Regions from separate parts of the Mus musculus genome. Here regions 1 and 2 are each linked to region 3. A link is a contact called in public Hi-C data. All regions are on one chromosome and are shown on one strand. The core of a region is the stretch at or near the end of the contact, and the rest is flanking DNA. Distances in the headings are between cores, read along the strand shown. Region 1 has its middle 150 kb from the start of Gm46220. Region 2 has its middle 250 kb from the start of Gm46220. Region 3 has its middle 36 kb from the start of Gm31330.

The links. Hi-C and Micro-C count contacts between places; a contact is called where the count stands out from the background.
Region 1: a Hi-C map of cerebellar granule neurons shows a contact between it and region 3, with 4 times the contacts expected there. The contact joins two enhancer-like sites. A contact is called at or near these places in 3 of 484 Hi-C or Micro-C datasets (cerebellar granule neurons and cerebellum).
Region 2: a contact with region 3 is called in a Hi-C map of cerebellum, with 2.0 times the contacts expected there. The contact joins two enhancer-like sites.

The regions. Positions count from the first base shown.
Region 1 is chr10:37,906,607-37,911,132 of GRCm38.p6, reverse strand. No RefSeq gene overlaps it. Among named protein-coding and RNA genes, the nearest start is that of Gm46220, 150 kb to the left of the region's middle. Within about 2 kb of position 3,207, at least 9 of the 459 cell types and tissues checked have an H3K27ac peak or open chromatin away from gene starts, as enhancers often do. A contact at or near this core is called in cerebellar granule neurons and cerebellum, where this site is marked.
Region 2 is chr10:37,810,685-37,814,708 of GRCm38.p6, reverse strand. No RefSeq gene overlaps it. Among named protein-coding and RNA genes, the nearest start is that of Gm46220, 250 kb to the left of the region's middle. Within about 2 kb of position 2,233, at least 59 of the 459 cell types and tissues checked have an H3K27ac peak or open chromatin away from gene starts, as enhancers often do. A contact at or near this core is called in cerebellum, where this site is marked.
Region 3 is chr10:37,399,196-37,403,412 of GRCm38.p6, reverse strand. No RefSeq gene overlaps it. Among named protein-coding and RNA genes, the nearest start is that of Gm31330, 36 kb to the left of the region's middle. Within about 2 kb of position 1,867, at least 37 of the 459 cell types and tissues checked have an H3K27ac peak or open chromatin away from gene starts, as enhancers often do. A contact at or near this core is called in cerebellar granule neurons and cerebellum, where this site is marked.

The DNA of each region.
Region 1 (4,526 bases), core at 1,958-4,457, 510 kb before region 3:
ACCAATGCAAAAATACTCAATAAAATTCTTGCAACCTGAATCCAAGAACACATCAAAACCATCATACATCACACTCAGATAGGCTTTATGCAAGGTTGCAAGGTTGATTTAACAGACAAAAATCCATTAACAAAACCCACTGTATAAATAAACTCAAAGTAAAAATATCACATGATCATCATTTTAGATGCAGAGAAAGAATTTGACAAAGTACAACACCCCTTCATGTTAAAAGTATTAGAGATATCAGGAAGTCAAGGCTATACCTAAACATAATAAAATCAACTTACTGCAAACCAATAGCCAATTTCAAAATTAAATGTAGAAATACATGAAGCAATCCCACTAAAATCAGGGACAAGACAAGGATGCCCACTCTCACCATATCTATTCCTTGTAGTATTCAAAGTGCTAGCTAAAACAATAACACCTCCAAAAGAGATCAAGGGGATACAAATTGTTAAAGAAGAAATAAAAGTATCACTATTTGCAAATGATATGATAGTACACATAAGCAACCCCAAAATTTTGACCAGAGAACTTCTCCAGCTGATAAACAACTTCAGCAAAGTGACCGGATATAAAATTAACTAAAATAAATCAGTTGCCTTCCATTATACAAAGGATAAAACAGGCTGAGAAAAAAAAATTAGGGAAACAATTCCCTTCACAATAGTCACAAATAATATAAAATATCTTGGGATAATTCTAATACAGAAGTTAAAGGCCTGTATGAAAATAACTTCAAGTCTCTCAAGAAAAAAAGTCAAAGATGAACTCAGAAACTGGAGAGATCTCCCATGCTCATGGATTGGCAGAATTAACAAAGTAAAAATGGCCATCCTACCAAAGGCAATCTATAAATTCAATGCAATCCCTATGAAAATCCCAACACAATTCTTCAAAGACATGGAAAGAGCAATTTTCAAATTCCTCTGGAAAGGGGGAAAAAAAAACAGAATAGCAAAAATAATTCTTAACAATAAAAGAACAGTTGGGGGAATAACCAAGCTTTACTACAGAGAAATAGTGATAAAAAAACTGCATGGTATTGGTACAGAGACAGACACATTGATCAAGGGAACAGAATTGAAAACACAGAAATAAAACCACAGACTTAGAGAAACTTTTGATCTTTGACAAAGACACCAACAATATACAATGGAAAAAAGAAAGCATCTTCAATCAATGATGCTGGTCTAACTGGCTGTCTGTATGCAGAAAATTGAAAATAGACCCATATTTGTCACCCTGTACAAAGCTCAAGTCCAAGTGGATCAAAGACCTCAACATAAAACCCGATACACTGAATCTAATAGAAAGTGGGAAAGAGCCTTGAATTCATTGGCACAGGGGGAAATTTCCTAAACAGAACTCCAATGGCTCATGATCTAAAATCAATAACTGATAAATGGGATCTCATGCAACTGGAAAGCTTCTGTAAGGCAAAGGACATAGTCGATAAGACAAATCACCAACCTTCAGATTGGGGAGTAAAACTACACTATTCCCACATTCAATAGAGGGATAATATCCAAAATATATGAAGAACTCAAGACGTTAAACACCAAAAAGCCAAACAACCCAGTCAAAAAATGGGGTATAGACCTAAACCAAGAATTCACAACAGAGGAATCTCAATTGGCTGAGAAGCACTTAAAGAAATGCTCAAAGTCCTTATTAATCAGGGAAATGTAAATCCAAACGACCCTGAGATTCTACTTTACATGAATCAGAATGCCTAAGATCAAAACCTCAGGCTACTGCACATGTTGGTGAGGATGTGGAAAAAGAGAAACACTCCTTCATTGTTGGTAGGATTGCAAACTGGTACAACCACTCTGGAAATTACTATGGAGGTTCCTCAGAAAATTGGAAATGGATCTACCTGAAGGTCCAGCAGGACCACTCTTGGGAATATACCGAAAAGATGCCTTACAGTGCCATGGGGGCACATGTTCCACTATGTTCATAGCAGCCTTGTTTGTGATAGCCAGAAGCTGGAAACAACCCAGATGTCCCAGGTCAGAAGAATAGATACAGAAAATGGGGCTCATTTCCACAGTGGAATACTACTCAGCTATTAAGAAAGAGTACATCCTGTGTTTTGAAAGCAAAATAGATGGAACTAGAAAATATCATCCTGAGTGAGGTAACTCAGACCCAAAAGAACATGCATGGAATGTAGTCACTAAATAAGTGGATATTAGCCATAAACAAACAAACAAACAAACAAGAAGAAAAGAAATGTACAGAATACCCACGATACAGTCCACAAAAACTAGAGAAGGAGTAGCTCTTTAAAGCACCAGTCTTCAAGGTCAAATATCTAAGACTGCCTTTAAAATTCTTCATGTTATCCCCACTTGAAGGTAATTTATCTGGTTCCCTGCATATTCTGTGCTATATATTTTTGTTCTAGCCTTCACTACTTTTTCCAATTTTTGATTAAATGATGCTTTTGAAAATTAGTTTAATTTACCTTTGCTTTGGCATGAGTGTGTTATATCCTATGTTCATATGTTCATTTTTCTTTCTCATCTCTGTAGTCATCTTTGTTCATTTTGAGATGGCAAAACCAGCCAGCCCTTCCTTGAGAAAGAGGCTGACAGGTGTGAGTAGACAGTCGATTTTCAGCTGTGATCAGAGTGCATCACTTCTCTTAGAATGCACCCTGTGCTACTTTTCCACTAACCAGTCTTTTTCATGACCTATGAAACCATGGCTTTCCCTTTGTTATCATCAGAATTATGGAGTGATTAGTAGGAGGCAAGTATTTAGAGTTTATCTGAAGTATAAATGTATCTTGGAGATATAGTTATTCTAGGAGGTAAAGGATTCACTGCGGGTTTACTGAAAACAACACCGGAGCTAATAACGTGCTAGATTCCCCACCCCACCCCCACCCCGTGGAAGCAGAAACCTGAATCCCTGTGGTCCTTAGAAAAGAACAGGAATTCGGATGCTTACTTTGGGTGGTTTGGAAGAAATTTTCACAGACTCCAGTTTAGAGCCATGGACCATGTAGATGAGTTTTTAAAGGCAACAAGGATGAGTATAGCAGATAGATATTTTTTTCCACAGGAATTGAAATGACATTTCCCTCTTGTCTCAATTCTTAATTGGCTACTCACGGTCACTGGGGTGTTTACACAGCCTCAAGGCTGGCTCCATTCTGTAGCCATCTGTCTCAGTTAGAAGCTCACTACAAGTTCCATATGGCTCCTTAATTCCAACAAGCCTGAAGCATTCTCATGTTCCATAGGGCCAGTTGAGAAGTTACCTTATTTGTTTTGGGTTTGAAATAACTGGAATTGAAATTAGCAGTACTCTACATCTCTCAGAATGCTTTTCCTTTAAAAGAAGATGTTGCCATGGGCACCTGGCATCTTTCTTACATCTTTGCACATGTTTATTTTCTAAATAGAGAACACATATTTTTGCTCCAAAAATAATAGAAAGAAGGGCACATTTTCATTTATGATGTATAGCACTAGCACAATTTCCACCAGATTCATACTGAATTTCCTAATTCTTTCACACACAAAATGCTATTCTTTTCATTTGCATAAGTTGGTGATGCTGGTGGTTAGCTATCTTGCCTGAAAACTGCAGGATCAGAAGTGGTTTGCACCTTAATCTAATCAATTACTTTTATTCAACTTAAACATCTTACAGTGAGTCATCTAAACCATTTCTTTCTGGGGACTTGTTGATCTTGGATATCTCTCTTTGTCCTATGGTGCAATCTATCTATCTCTTTGTGCAATGGACTGTTTTACTTATTATAACTATTTGGCACTGGATTATTTAGAAAACCATCCATTTTATTACAATTCAATATTCCAAATATTGGCGTTTCAGTTTGCTAAGTTCTTTTCCTGCCCTCTACCTCTTCTTCAATTCCCAAAGCTTTCCTGTTGTCTTCATGATCTAAATTCATCCATCCTTATTTCCATATCTTGCATGATTTCTCACTTAACATTTTCAGTCTGGTCAACTGGACCAAATTATGCTTATCTCATTTGTGTTCATGTTGGAAGATTAATTATTCCATTGAAGCCACACCTTCCCACTGTGCCCTAGGGTGCCTAACCTTCTTATGGGAGTCAGTGTATCAGTTCACTGGCTGCTCTAGAATCTGTTCTCCTATTTGATCTGCTTCACAAACATTCAAAATGAACAAACCTTTCCAATGTAAAGCACAGAACAAATTCTTCACCGCTCATACGTCTTTTGTGCCTATTCCCTATAATCGTCACTAAATCTCATGGAATTTTTTCTCCTAGCATGTTACTGTCCATTTTTTCTTTCCCTTTCTTAACATCCATTCTCATTAACTACCTTAAAGATGAGATCATCACTGTCAGCAACACAAACTTCCTGTATATTTCTGTCAGCTGTGCAAGCTTCTTTCTTGGCTACATGTTCACTTATGAATATTTCTTAGATTTTCCAAACTGAAATAAGATAATTACACAATAATAGACCTTAGCTGTGTTTTCTAAGCAGACAATAGTGGCTAT
Region 2 (4,024 bases), core at 984-3,483, 410 kb before region 3:
ACATGTATGTGCATGCATATATGTGTGTTCACATACCTTCATGCCTGTATGTGTTTGTGTGGGCATGTGGGCATGTGTGTGTATGTGTAATAAAACTGAGGCTACATGATTAGCACAGTAGTTCCTAGGCTGGCTTGGCATCACTCATTTAGTTCATGTGTTTAGATGCCAGCAGTTTAACTTCATCACTTTTGTGCCAGTAACATCATGAGGACGTCCCCCATAAACCCATAGGTTTGAATACTTGATCACCAGTTAGGAGAATTTGGGGGGAAGAATAGGGAGGAAATAGCCTTGCTGGATTCTGTGTGCCACTCGTGGCAGGCTCTGATGTTTAAGGAGACTTCTGCTTTTCCACTGCACTGTATCTCCTGTTTTTAGGTCAAGATGTGCTCTTGCAATTGTTCCAGCTACTCTGCTTTTTCTCCATCATCAAGAACTTTACCCCTGAATTCATGAGCCCAACTTAGTGCTGTCTTGTAGAAGTTGCCTTGGTCATTGTGATTTATCACAGAAATATGAAATTATCTAATATGCAGAAGAAAAACCCACAAGCATCATTTCTGTATAGCTATGAAAATAGACTTGACCTTACAGACAAGGGCTGCAGGATCTATACGGACTATGAATTATATTTGGAGAGTTCTGTACCTTACAGAATGCTTGTTTCTTCTGCTAATTTCTAATATGGTATTCCTAAATGTAAAGTTATTCAGTGGATAATATTTTACTGAAAACTATTTAAAATCTTCAGAAGTACTGGATAGAAGTTTGATAGACAAGTTCATTACATAGTTTTATTTGTAACAAAAATCAAGTGTGTGCTGGGCATGGTGGCACACACCTTTAATCCCAGCACTTGGGAGGCAGAGGCAGGCAGATTTCTGAGTTTGAGGCCAGCCTGGTCTACAAAGTGAGTTCCAGAACAGCCAGGGATATACAGAGAAACCCTGTCTCGAAAAAAAAAAATTAAAAATTAAAAAAATTTTAAAAAAATCAAGTGTGCCTAGGGCACTTTTACATAAAGAATACCATGTTATCCTACCAAACTTTCTGGGCAGAAACATAAAAACTCTGACTGTTTAAAGTGGGAACAAAAAAAAAGTAATTAAAGTTTAAAAAAGTAATAAAAATTACATAGAAACTTATATATGGGATCCTAAACTGATAGAATTAGTGCCCTTTTAGTAAGTGACCCAAGTGTGGTGGCACACTATAGTCCCAGCTATTCAGGAGACAAAGCTAGGAAGATAGCTCTGGCCCAGGTGATTAATGATGGGCCACATAGCAAAATGCTTTCAAAAAATAAACAGATTAGTAAGTAGATGCTATAAAGCCAGATATAACACAGAGAAAAAATGCATTGTTCTACAAGCCAAGAATCTATTACCAGAAACCAACTGTGTCAGGTCTTAATGAAGTATATCCAGCCAAGAGCATCACAAGAAAACAAACGTCTGTTGTTTAAGCCATTCCAGAGGATGGCACTTTGTTGTGGCAATCTAAGCAAGAGCCCTGATACAGCACTTATTTTATAATTGATGAAAACTCAATCACAGCCCTAGATTTCACACTCAAAACACAATAAAGAATTGTGGACTTGAATGAAAGACATGCTTTGAAGAAATGCTCAAGTTCAGAAATGTAACGTAACACAGTGGTATACTTTATTTACCTGAAGGTTCAACTCTAATGTTAGGAAGTTAGATTTATTGTTGCTTTCTTAATAACCCAGTCATCTCACGTGTAAAAGCATATTGCATTCAAGTGTCTGGGGCTATTTTCAGGAATCAATACTTGTTCCTTAGCAGTTGCACAGTAGCAGACAATTGCATAAAGAAGCTGTCTGTCTTTATTTACACAATGTATTTTTGTATTCACTAGGCCAGAAAGAATAGTTCTGTGTAGCAGCTGCCATTGTATTTTCTGCTTATCTCAGTCCTGTCTGCCACTGTTATAATTCACCAGCTGACACCCGCCTTGGCAGAAACCACGGGCAGTAATTTCATGCCAAGCAACAACGAAGCTCTGAACTCTGACACAATTCATCTTAGTTCTAGTTAGTAAAGGGGATTCTTTGGATCTTCCCCCACTTCTGTTGAAGCATTTGTGGCTGTAAAGGGGGAGGGGAGGGGGAGGGAGAGAAGATGGGGGATGCAATGGAAATGTACACTGGGGAACAGTTGCTGCTCTGTCTGGAGCAGGGGAACAGTGTCACTGGAAGACAGAGTCACTTGTGAGGGATGAAGACTGGATGTCCAGATAATGACATTCCTGCTTGTTTGGTTTTACAGAGTTGGAAGGATATGAGAGCACATTTGGTCTCCAAAAATACACTACTGTTCAACTCAAATGATTTGGAGGTTCAAAGTGTAATTTCTGGCACTTTCTGATTTAGGAAGCTTGAATTCAGGCATGAAGGCACTTGATTGTAACCATAAAAAATAGCCTTGTTTTGGTTGTGAATGCTTGATAAATAAAATGGAAAACTGCACGTCTTCAAGTTAATTTCTATACTCCCAATGGCCGTGGTTCACGTGGGTTTCATTGCAAGCAGATTAATTTTTAGTCTGAAAATCACCAGTAGCCAGCCAATCACATTTCGAAATCATGCCTTTTAGAAGTTTTGAAATATATTTTTAAAGCACACGTCAGAATCCCCTAGGTTTCCCACAATCTACTGAGAGTAAGAACCGTACTTTCCACACCATTTCCTGATAACTTCATGTGACACACAGTACCACATGAATTGCAGAAGTGAGATGACAGACTAGGTAACCACTCTTTTAAATGTCACCTTGGCCTCAGGTACCCTCTCATGTCAGCCAAACATAAATATCAGGCTAGAACTGTGATGGTATGGCTTTGTATTTCCCCCTTTAAATTCTGTGTATATACAGAGAGAGAGACTGATTAAAAGAAACTCTAATGAGGATATTGCTTCAAATCTCACTCAACTTTCTATCCTCTCACTGATGAATCTTAGCAAACTGAGGAGCCAGTTCTGTTGACAGCATTTTGAAAAAGAAAGCATAAGGGTCACATTTGATTACACTCCTGCTATTTCACTAATGACACGGCAGAGAAAACATTGTATTCAGCCGGATTTCATGTCTCAATACTACCTGGTGATGCTAATTAAATGAAAAAGAATAATTCATCAAAATTTAAAATAAAATTGCATCATGTCATTTATCTCTAGAGAAACAATGGGTCAAAATCATTGATGGCCAAAAAGAAGATTATTTTCGTATGTTTTGCTGATCACAGTTTTTACATCACAGCTTTCAACAAAGTCAGATTCTCCTAATGAAGCATATTTTCAAGAAGCAACTGAAAGATGTGTTCTCTTGAAAAGCTAATTTCTGTCTTGATACACATAAACTGAGGGGTCTTGTGTTCTCTAAAGGAGAGGAAAACCTTTATCAAAATTATAAAAAAAGATATCAGCTAAATAAACTCAGTAAGATCTCAAAAACTTTGTAGGATTTAGCTAATTAACTTAAATCAGTTGATATGTCTGATCAAAAATGATAGCTATGAAGAGGACAGATTGGAACTTGCAAGATAGCCAACTAGACCAACTCATAGTGTCTGATAGACCAAGTCAAGACCTTAAATTAAAAGAGATAGGCTCAAATTTCCATCTTAAGCCAGCCGCCAGAGAGAGATGAAGAGGCTGGTCTTCTGATTAGGAAAAGATCAGTAAATGGATGGTTCCTCACTGACATCTCTCAGATATGGCCTCCATGGCAATGTGGGAAACCCAGTCATGCATAGCCATAACTGGTCTTCTGCACAACCCAGGCTATAGACACACATAGTTGACATTTTGTGGCTATCCTTACAGTGTCCTTTTAATCTCTTCCAAATTTGCTTTGATCATTGCTGTCTACCTGCTGGCCTGTAAACATGTGAATTGTGCACCATTATCAAGTATTTCTACATATTTCACTCGCGGAGAGGAAACAGCCTTGTTTGAGCTATCTGTGCTATGCATACCAAGTGATAGTTTATACACTGT
Region 3 (4,217 bases), core at 618-3,117:
AGGAAAGCTTGCTAGTGTAAAGCCTGCCTGGGGTGCCTTTTCCTCTAAGAGCTGAACCCCTAAGTCCTTACTCCTTGGTGGCTCTTCCATGTCTTCAGAGTGGGCTGTTGCTGCTATTGTTATTCAGGTCACTTGAGTTTTTCTCAGTGGACAAAGTTGGTTTTGAAGAAAGTCACCTAACATGGCCCTAAAGAGGAATTGTTCTTTTCTTTCACTAATGAATTTCTGCTTTTCTTTTTATTAGATCTTTTCATCTACTTTCCTTTGGTTTGTTTTATAGACTTTTTTTTGGCCTTTTGGAGTTGAATGTTTATGCTTGCATTCTTTCCACACATTTCCTTGATGGAAGCTGATTTTGAGATTATGAACTAATTTTGATGATTAATAACTAACAATACCATAAGACCTGCTATAGCTCTACCCTAAAATGTTATTCGATAAATAGTTAATGTTTGGCTGTCTGATGTCTAGCATCCACTTCCTACTTTTAAACAATATTCAGATTTGGTTCAGGTATCTGCTTCTCCTCCTCTAGCTAAACTGCTTTGCCCAATTCTGGTTTTGCTCCCACCTCCAATTTTAGGCTTCAAAATGGTTTTGAGTCAAATTATACATTCTGTTCCTTTCTCTGCAGTAATTGGTTCAGGTCTACACATGATCTAATCAAATTTAGCCTGAGTCATCTCAAGAATCTTACTTGGAATCCTACGATAAGAATATTCTTTTTCTCCTCCACAGTAGAGAGACTGCATCATGCTCTGATTTTTCCTCATCTTCATTTTGCAACCATGAGAGAAGCCTGCCAGGGATGAGCAGGATACATGTGTGGAATGGGACAGAGCTGTAGGAGTCTGGGAGCAGTAGACCTGGAGCCCTGATTATACTACACTGGAAGCCATCCTCCAGCTGGCATTTCTCACTGCTGAGCCAATAGATTCCTTTTATTTTTAAGCCACCTTGAATCTAATTGATTTAACACTTTTCTCTCACTCAAAGCCAGTTGTCTTCTAACTAATATACTTGGCTATTCTACACAAACATGTGTAAGAATGATTACATTTCAAAATAGTAAAATTAAAACAAACAAAAAGAAAAAAGGCAAAATAAAAATTAGATTTATGTTAAGATTATATTCATTGGCCAATTAAATCAAAACACAAGCCACTCATTTTAGACATCAAGAACCTTGTTTGATTCCTTACTGCATTCCTAACACCTAGTGTTTGACATTTTTAAAAAGAAATACAGAAAAGTCCATGTTAAATAAGCCTATAGTTATGGTTATGTAGAACATTTTTGTCTAAAGCTATTGGCACGAACTTTCAAGTACTAGGAATTATCATTTTCTTGGTATGTCAGATATCTCAAGCCTGTGACTAAGAAGGCATCTAAGCATCCATGTGGTCTTGTTCAAGTGAAATGACTTGGTTCTAACCTTACCAAAACTGAAAGGGTATATTACAAACAATATATATATTTACATATATTCCAAACGCTTCTATCAATAAATGCTTGGATGTGTTTAGATAGAATATCAGTTTACTTGTAAAGCTTATAAAGAATGTATAACCAAGCTACAAGATGCCTCTAGCTTCACTATTTGTAAAATAAATAACACTAAGATCATTTCTAACTCAAAAACTAACATGAGTTTAGAATTCCTAAGCTATTCTCTCTTCATTATGGTGATCAAAGCTATTCACATTTGCAGCCTATTTTCCTGTTAGTCTTTGTGTGTATTGGGCCTACTGGTTCTGTTTTGGTACTCAGACTGCAATAGCATAATAGGCAAAGATTTCCATGTCCAGAGACCAACAGCACTTCAGCAAGCACTGAAGCACAACTGATTAAAGACAGCATGAATCAGCTCTCCTCTTTACTGAAGGAAACACACACACACACCTCTTCAGAAAGGAGAGGGGATGGGAAGCTTTATGGACAATATGAATCTAAAAGGATAGTATACCAAAAAATGGCAATGAATGGGGCAGGGGTAGTTGAGAAAGGCAGGTATGCTTATACACTCTCCTTGGGGTCAACCATCACCAATATGCTTATATTTTGTTGATGGAGAAGAATTTGAATCTCTGCCAAACTGGTAATAGGAAATGCTTGGCTCTCCATGTGTTCCCCACCCCAACATCTGTCACTGGAGGAGAAGTTGCAGGCAGGAGAAGGCTGAAGGGACTCGAGTCCCACAGCCCTGGATGGTGGAGGAGTGACAGGAGTCCTCAGCACAGTACAGGTGGCAGCCAAGTGGTAACTTTCATGCCAGATGGGAGAGTGTTACATGCTGCCCTCTGGCAGACACAAAGGCCATTGGAGGGATCTTAGAAACCCTCTACTTCTCAAATGGACATATGGTGCCAAGAGGAAGATGCAGAATTTTACCCTAAAAAAATAGTGAACAAAACAAAGATATTTCTTATTTGGAAGGGAGCCACACGCAAATGAAATTACCAGTTTGGATTTTCTGATAAACATAAAACTCTCATAGTAATCTGCAGAACGAGAAAACTAACAAAATCAGTCTTGTCAGTAAAGGACATTCTTCAAGGGAGATATGCCCAACTTCCTTTTACAATCCAATTTCTTCTCTCCACATTAAAATATTGCCTACCCTTTGTCTATCTGCTCATCCCTAAGTTAAACTTTCTTCATGTAACTGACTAGTGGAGAGAGCAATTCCACTCAACCAACATTCCTGTTGGCACGGTAATGGATTCCTTCAAATAGGAAATTGCTACTTTAAAAATCACAGGACGCTTTGAAATCAAGAGAGCTGAGATGTCATTGTGAATTAGCACGGCAGACAAACAGGATCTGGAATGAATTCCTTCCACATTATTTGGACGTGAAGGAGGAAGTAGGTCAGAAAATTATGACCCCTGCATATTTAGCCCAATATACATCCTCATTCCAGGGAGCTAATTGTGGGCTATTGAAAATGAAAGTTTAAAGAGAATAGCATGAAAAAGACATTCTCATAGCTTCTCCTCTGAAGAGCCCATAAATAGCTTGGAAGTTGTCTCCAGGGGACCTTTGCAACAGCTTGTGGGCGGGTAGCTGTAATTAAGAGCAGCCAGATGAAATGTAATCTATTTAAACATCGCCACCATTTTTTTCTTAAAATTATGATTTTTCTCTAGTTTCTTGGCTCAAGAGATATATTTCATTACCCTCCTCGTCTTTCTCAGATATCAAAGCAAAAGTGCAACCCAGTGAGGCAGAAAGGAAAACATTTCTATGAGTGCATAAAATCTTTCAAACTGGGAAAGCACTTAAAAGTGACTAACAGCATCTTATCCTTGATTTCTGTATTTATTACCTGTGTATGAGAACATGGGATATGTAATCATTATAATATTAGGTTCATTTTTTCCCCTACTGAATGTAAAAATGTTCAATCATGAAACTGGAAAGGGTTGGGAGTGATAGGAGAAAGATCTGTGCTTCTTTGAGGAATTCAAATACTGGAAGAAGAAACCTGAAAAGTTATTTTAAAAATTTATGAAACTATACAGAACAAACTAATAATTTTTAAGAACAGTGAGTCAATATATTTCCTAGAGGAAGAAATATATTCAAACACTATTTTATCCCATGGATTAACTGTTGCCAGGACTGAGACATTACCTTTTCTTTCTTTTCTGGAAAGAAATGGGTGCCCCTTTTTGCCACATAAGATCTTTGCAGAGTGAAGGCTCATAACATACTTAGCTAACTAGCACCCTAATTCTGTGTGTACATTTGGGAAGCAATATGGTGTGAAAATGATCCCCATGGTAACCATTCAACTAATAAATTTAGGTTCAGAACGTAATTAGATTTTTAAGCCTTTGGTTGGCCTTCTGTAGAACATCTAATTCAAGGGGTTCGAGGAAAGTTACAGTTTGATTCATTCTTGTACCAGATTGAGTCTTAAATGTCACACCCTAGGTGCCTCTGTCTGTCTGTTCATTCTCATAAACTTGAATGGTTCATGAAATACTATGATAGAATGGTGTTCATAGTTATTTTATAAGCCCCATCAATACCAAATTAAGTCATTAACTCTACCTAAAAATGTAGGCCAATTGCATTTAAAAGATTTGTTTGTTTGTTTGTTTGAGACAAGTCTCTCTATGTAACCCTAACTTGCTTATAGCTCACTATGTGAATCAGGCTGGCCTTAAACTCAAAACTCACAGAGATCTGCCTGCCTCCAAAATACTAGG